Regions from separate parts of the Sus scrofa genome. Here region 2 is linked to region 1. A link is a contact called in public HiChIP or PLAC-seq data. All regions are on one chromosome and are shown on one strand. The core of a region is the stretch at or near the end of the contact, and the rest is flanking DNA. Distances in the headings are between cores, read along the strand shown.

Region 1 (3,584 bases), core at 674-3,173:
GACAACACTGGTAAAAGACTGAATAAACTATTAACAGCAAAGGGAAAAGTCTCCTCATTCTTCCTAAATGCCAGTCATCAAATCAAGGTCTGGTTCAGAGAGAAGAGGAACATGAGTATTGAAAAGAATAGCAGCTGTCCTGGGAGTTCCTGTCGGGGCGCAGCAGAAACGAATCTGACTAGGAACCATGAGGTTGTGGGTTTGATCCCTGGCCTCGCTCAGTGGGTTAAGGATCCGGCGTTGCTGTGAGCTGTGGTATAGGTCGCAGCTCGGATCTTGCATTGCTCTGGCTGTAGTGTAGGCCAGCAGCTGTAGCTCCTATTAGACCCTAGCCCAGGAACTTCCATATGCCACAGGTGCGGCCCTAAAAAAAAAAAAAACAAAAAAAAAAAAAAAAGATGCCAAAAGGCAAAAATACCATACATGACATGGGGTTCTTCACCAGGCCCTAAACTTTGACTTAGGACTTGAGCATTCCCGACTGGTAGGCTACTACAGTTCTTGGTTTCAGAACCAGGGTATGTCCCAGCAACTTACAAGACTCTCTGTTTCGCTTTATTTATAAAGTGTGACTCTGTGGGCTACCTGGTAGGTGGATGGTTACCCTCTAAGGGAAAGTTTCCACGATGGAATGGACGTGGGACTTGAGAATAGAAACCTAGAGGGGAAGGACTGAAGAATAAAAGGGGAAATGAGCCTCCCTGGAAGCCACGTGCCCACTGGGAAAGCAGCCAGGTGCATTTCTGGCCCAGCTAAGAGCTCCCAAAGTCTGCAGCTAGCCTAGGTCACTCATACACGTGGAGCTGAGCAGCAGGAAGCCAGGAGGAGGAGAGACACTGAGTGAGTACAGGGCATGAATCTGGGCTAGGATTTCGCCATTCTGGACAGCGCAGAACCTGCTCTGAACCATGGCCGGTTGTCCTGACCTGGGTCAAGACGCCCTGCTGCCTGGGTCCCAGACCCCTCCCCTGGCTCCTTGGTAGCCGGTTCCCAAGCTAGGCACCTCCTCCCAGCTCTGCACCCCGCGCTCAGGAGGCCGGGGCGGGGGAGAAGCGGAGCGCGGAGGGGGGGGAAACTACAGGTCCCGGCATGCACCGGGGTTGGGGGGGGACAGCATGGCCGAGCGGGTGACCTAGCCGGGTCCCAGCCTTTAGGAAGCGGGTGACGGGAGGGTGGAGAGCACCAGGCCCGCGCGCTAAGTCGCACAAAGGCCCGCGGGCCAGGAAATAACTCCTGGGACCCACTTCGCGTCCCGGCTAATGTTCAACTGCCGGAGTTGGCGGGCTCCGCAACACCGAGACGCTGGCGTTCCGGGGGCTCCCCGGCTGTAACCGCAAGGGAGGAGCTGGGCGCGGGGTCGCGGGGTCGCAGAAAGGGGCGGTGCACGCTGCCGGGCCCCCTGCAGCTCGCGCGCCCGCCCTCCCGTTGCGCCCCTCCCAGCGCACGCCGCAGCGGGAGCAAGCGCTGCGCTTCTCGCCTTTCCCCGGGCCTGGGGACCTGGAGACTGGAGGACTGGGGAGGCTCAGCCCAGACCTATCTTCCGAGCGTGTGGCCACACTCCCGCTCCGAACCGGCGGCCCAGCCGGGAAGGCGATGCGCCGGGCCGTGGCTGCATGACCTACTCAACGGCCGGCGGGGAAGCTGCAGAAGCGGCCGTCCGCGCCCCGAACCCCGGGTGGACGCTGGAGTGCTGCGGCGATGGACCCCCCCGGCGTCCCTCGCAGCCCCGGGGCGTCCCCCGCCCTTTACCTTAAGCACGCCTTCATCCTGCTTGGGGCTGATGTCCACCCCCTCGAGGGGCAGCGGCGCCGACTGCGCCCCATTCTCGGCGGTCTTAGTCTCTTCGGCGGTCATCGCGCCGTTTCTCGGGGAGCGGGCGCCGGACAGTGTGCGCTGTGCGGGCGGCCGAGGCTCGCGCACCTCTTCGGCGCGGGCGCAGGCAGGCGGGCGAAGGAGGTGGGTCGTGGGCGGCCGGGGGAGCGATTGGTCCCACCGCCGCGGAGGGAGGGGCTGGGAGGAGCCGGGCGGCCGCTGGGGACGTGGGGGGAGAACTTTCTAGAGACGGCGGCGGCCGAGCCGGTTCGGGCTCTGGCGATCTAGGTGCTCCTGCGAAAGGTTGTCTCTGCTTCGTTCTTCTCGCCAGGCGCCTGCCCTCCGGGTCCTGGGACCCTCAGACTCCGGGGACAACCCCCCCGCCCCGCGCCCCGGCTGCGCTTCCTCTCAACCTCCCCCGCCCGTCCCGCGGTCTAACCGGATTCTTCCAGATCCTTCTCGATCCCCCGCAGCATCCGACGCCGCGCAGCCGGACGTGGGCGCCGCGCGTGCGTCTCCCCGGCCGGAGACGCGGGCGGCCGGCGGGCCTCCCCGCTTCGCTCGCAGCGCGTACTTAACGCAAAGCGGGTGGAGAGCTTTGCTGCGACGCGCAGGGCCTGGGGGAGGCAGCCCGGGTTTCCCCGGAGCGGGGGAGGCTTGCCGCCTGGGGCTCTGTGAAAGGCCCTGAGCTGCCCGTTTGCAAGAAAGGAGCCTCTGAGCTAAGGGCTCAAATGGGACCGTATTAAAGGGACTTTTACCGACAACAATAAAACTGTTATTTCGGTTAATACTGAAAAACGGTTTCAACTTACGGAAAAAGACATTCTATTTTACTGAAGGCCCATGGGAAGAGATATTTTCTTAATAAAGGGTTCCCAAGTGTTTATGGACTTCTTGTGGCGAGCAGAACATCGGGGACGGTAGGCCAACGCACCGCAGCGTCTAGTTACCTAAACAATAGCCTTTGGACGAAAAGATCCTGTAGGGAGGGCCTTGATTTTTGCTTAGCACTTGACCCAGTTGAGCCTAGTGCTGGTCCGTGGTGTCACGCACATGGCTACATGAATTTGTGTTCCAATAACAGCAATGATAATAATAAAACCTTTTTCTTGGAGCCCTCGACCTGTGTTGGCCTGTGCTGTGCTACCCAAACTATCATGTTTAGGTAGGTAATTAAAAGGGCAATTGGAGATGAAATTTCAAGGCCGTAACCTACTAGGTAATTCGTTGTAATCCTCTCTGTTGGAATTTGACTGGAAGGGAATTCCGAAGAAGTAAAACCATCTTCTCCAGCAATGTGCGGCAAATGTATTTAGCTAGGACCAGGACATTTCTCATTGGGTGACTGGGCACACCGTCTGAGGACGTAGGGTGGTGGGGGTGGCTCCTCTAGAGGTTAAATCTGTTTTCTCCTTTGTCCTTAGCGGGAGAAGTTAATGCCAAGGCCCTGCAAAACTCTTGAGAGACAGGAATGGGGGTTAAGGTGCTGGCTTGTCGCCTTGGCAGGTATGTTGCTGTTGGCTTATGCACCTGTGTGGAGCTTGTTCTCAGCGTGTGCTCGTTTTTGGGGTGCTAGGGCCATGGGGCAGTGGCAGAACAAGTTGGGATAGAAAAAGTTCCCTTTAGAATAATGCTCTTCACCTATTTATTGGAAGCAAAAAGTATAGGTTTATGTGTTTTCGTTTGTCAGCACGTGTTAGTCAAGCACTGAAGATGTGCTGCTTTTGCATAAACACATGATGACGAGAGAAAGAGCAACTGTTCTGGAGTAA
Region 2 (3,584 bases), core at 551-3,050, 91 kb after region 1:
CTCTCCCCAGGCCAGCACTTTTCCTGATCTGAGATGGTTTTCCTCCAGCAGTTAGCTCCTCAGCTCCCCAGACCTGAACCTGCTAGAAGCCTCATCAGGGCCCAGGCAGGGGTAACTCCTTATCAATGACCAAAGTGGAGCCAGCTGATCCCAAACCGTCTGAGGACCCTAACCCTCTGGGAACCCTCTGGGAACTCACACTCCTTTAAAAAATCCCCACCCCACCCCCTTGCATTTACACTGATTCACATCTTACAGATGGGGAAACTGAGGTACAGAGCTTAACATAGTTTCCCCATCTGTAAGACAGAGTAAAAGGCAGAAGGTACTTTCTCTGCACATCTTGACACACATTCCTCATGGTTAGTCACCACACCCCGTGTGTACACACACACACACACACACACAAACACACTCATGGTGGTAGCACAAATCTCCTACCCAAAGAAGCAGCAGGTCTGCTAAGAAACCGAGTACAAGTAATTAGTGGTTCATTCATTCTGTCTGCTAACAAGTGCTGATCAGCTATTAGGTGCCAGCCAAGATCACAACAAAGATGAACAAAGATGATTAGGATGCCATACTAGCTGTGAAGACAGCCTGGAAAACAATTAAACAGCAGGTGATAAGTGCTCTAATCCAACACTAGGGAACACTGAGGAATAAATCTCTCCTGAGGTCAGAGGAGTCAGGAAAAGCTCTCAGCAGAAGCTGTACCCTCCCGACCAGGCCCAGGGAGAGCACCCCAGGTGGAAAGGACCGTTGAACAAAGATGCGCAGGGGAAGGGCAAGTGGTTTGGGCAGTGAGGATGAAACCATCCTTCGGCAAGTAGCAGGAAAAGAAAGAGAGGCCAGACTGTGAAAAACACTGAGTACCACAGCAAGGAGTCTGGACTTGAGCCTGCAGACCAAGAATGAAATCCTTAGATACCGTCATCCGATACAGCAGCCACTAGCTCCATGGGCTAGTCAGCACTTGAAATGGGCTAGTCAGAACCAAGATGTAGTTTAAGTGTAAAATATACACTGAATTTCAGGCTTAGTAGCAAAAAAAAAAAGAAAAAAAATCTCATTAAAATTTAAATATTGATTACCTGCTGAAATGACATTTTAAATATAGTGGGCTAAATACAATGTATTACTTAATTTCACCATTTCCTTTTAAAGTCACATATGCGACTCATACCTTAGGGAATCTGGTGGCTCCCTAAAAACTAAGACCTGTGGCTTCTCCCAGGGAAGTGAACATACAGTATACCCCTGTCTCACAATGCTGTTTATAACTGTGGAAGTGCTCAGGACCCCTCCCTGACACCTGGCTTGGCTGCAGGCAATCGGAACCCAAGCAGGTGTGGAGTCAACCAGGGGCCGGAGCGCTGGCCGCAAAGAGAGGGTCTAAGCATCCAGTGCAGAGACCCGGGGTGGAGGTAGGCAGGCCCGAAGGACCGGGCCAGGACCCAGGAAGTGTATGCTGGAGCCGGATCCTCCCTGAGAACCGACAGGGGCTCCCCGGGAAGCGCGGGCGGGCGGAGGATTGGCGCCCAGGGCCCGGGTGCGGAGGGCACGGGCCCGCCTACGGAGGCCCAGGCCGGCCCCTCCGGGCGGGCAACCAGCCAGCGGCCGAGGCGGAAGTCACCGGGCCCGGGCTCGCCGTTCAGCTCGCGGCTCGACCTGAGCCTCCCAAAGCCGCTCCTGCTCCTGCCTCCTCGGGTCCCCTCCGCGTCCCGTCCCCGCCCCCGCCCCGCGCGCCCCGGCCAGGCCCGTGCCCTCACCTGCGCACCGCCCGCCGGGCCCCGGCGCCTCCCGCTCCGCCTCCCCGACGCTCCCGGCCCAGAGTTCTGGCCCCGCCTAGAGACGCCAGTTCCGCCCGCTTCGCGCCGCCGCTCTTGGCCTGGAGCCGCCAGCCGGCGCCTGGCTCCCTAAGGCCAGACACTCCGCCGGCCCAGCAGCTCCGCCTGACTGCCCGCCGGGTGCGACCCCCGCGCGGCCCCGCCCCTGCGCAGCCCCGCGCGGCCCCGCCCCGCGCGGCCCCGCCCCCGCTCTGCCCCCGCCCCCTTTCCTGGGCGACCCGCTTGACTGACTCGTTCAGCCCAGATTTTCAGGTCTTGGCCTCCGCGGGCGGAGCTCCCGCCCAGAGCCCGCCCAGTTCCCGCCCTCGTGTATAAAGTACAAGCAGGCCGCAGGAAGACAAATGGGGTACACTTATGTGTGTACTTATGCGAGGTGCCCTGAACCATCAGATCCGAACAGAACCAGAACGATGGAGAGAGTTATTGTTTAACGGATAGAGTTGGTGACAGTATCTCCTTGACCACACTTTAATCAGGCTCTTCCGAGTCCTCTTCTCTACTAGACCTGCTCTTGAGTCGCCCAGTTTTGTGAGACTCCTGTTACTCACTTTAGCCAGAGTCACCCCCCTCAACGCCTCTCTAGCAGACCAACCTGGTGTCTGACCAAATTCCCTATGCCCCCACCGCTGTCCCTAGGTGATGTCCCATTCCTGACCTGCCCGCTTGCAGCAAGAATCCTAGCTAAGAATTACCCTACCCTCTTAATAATCCCCCCCACCTCCTTGGCTAGAAGTTGCCACTTGTCCATGCTGTATTTGGACTTGACCCCGGTTCTATACTTACCTTTTTCCCCCCTGTTGCAAAGTCCTGAGTAAAATCTGCTTTATTACTGTGCGACTCTGGTTTTCTTTAACATGTCAGTTTGGGATGATGAAAAAATTCTGGAGATTGGTAGTGGTGATGATTGCACCACGATGTATGTAATGCCACTTAAAAATGGTTAAAGAAGTTCCTGTTGTGGCACAGTGGAAAGAATCCGACTAGCAATCATGAGTTTGCAAGTTCGATCCCTGGCCTCGCTCAGTGGGTTAAGGATCTGGTGTTGCCATGAGCTGTGGTGTAGGGCACAGACTGGGCTTGGACCCTGAGTTGCTGTGGCTGTGGCTCCAATTCAACCCCTAGCCTGGGAACTTCCACATGCGGCAGGTGCGGCCCTAAAAAAAAAAAAAAAAAAAAAAAAAAAAAAAAAAAAAGTTTAAAAAGGCAAATTTTATGTTAAAATTTTGTTTCTACAAGAAAAAATAGCTAGACTTTTAAAAAAAGAGACATTTAAAAGTTAAATATATACATTGAGAACTATGTCTAGATACTCATGTCGCAACAGAAGAAAGGGTGGGGGAAAAAACTGTAACTGCAATGTATACATCTAAGGATGACCTGACCCCCTTGCTGTACAGTGGGAAAATAATAAAATAAATAAATAAATAAATAAATAAATAAATAAAAGTTAAATATATAAAGGAAGTGTCAGTCCAGAGATCCTGTAGTAGTAGCTCCTGGAGCCCATTGGCTTGTCTCAAAATTCTTGGCTCCTCTCTTTCAGGGTTGCCAGATAAAAATACAGCAAGCCAGGAGTTCCTATTATGGTGCACAGAAACGAACCTGGCTAGTATCCATGAGGACTCAGGTTCAATCCCTGGCTTTGCTCAGTGGGTCAAGGATCCAGCGTTGCTGTGAGCTGTGGCATAGGTCTCAGATGAGGCTTGGATCTGGATTGGCTGTGGCTGTGGTGCA

The links. HiChIP or PLAC-seq counts read pairs in DNA pulled down with a chosen protein or histone mark.
Region 2: a contact with region 1 is called in an H3K27ac HiChIP or PLAC-seq map of alveolar macrophages. The contact joins the promoter of WASHC1 here to the promoter of FKBP4 in region 1. A contact is called at or near these places in 12 of 47 Hi-C or Micro-C datasets (alveolar macrophages, embryonic fibroblasts, epiblast stem cells and 7 more) and 2 of 2 datasets of contacts at active chromatin or transcription factors (alveolar macrophages and skeletal muscle).

Annotation. Positions count from the first base shown.
Region 1 is chr5:67,319,705-67,323,288 of Sscrofa11.1, forward strand. It overlaps FKBP4 (FK506 binding protein 4, 59kDa), which reads right to left and starts at 1,924. Exons shown (of 11, transcript NM_001195337.2): 1 at 1,750-1,924. The coding sequence starts at 1,854.
Region 2 is chr5:67,410,608-67,414,191 of Sscrofa11.1, forward strand. WASHC1 (WAS protein family homolog 1) reads right to left here and starts at 1,801. Exons shown (of 12, transcript NM_001244483.1): 1 at 1,773-1,801. It overlaps LOC110260591 (formin-like protein 3), which reads left to right and starts at 773. Exons shown (of 3, transcript XM_021091247.1): 1 at 773-825; 2 at 1,331-1,970; 3 at 2,487-2,504. The coding sequence starts at 773. The coding sequence ends at 2,504.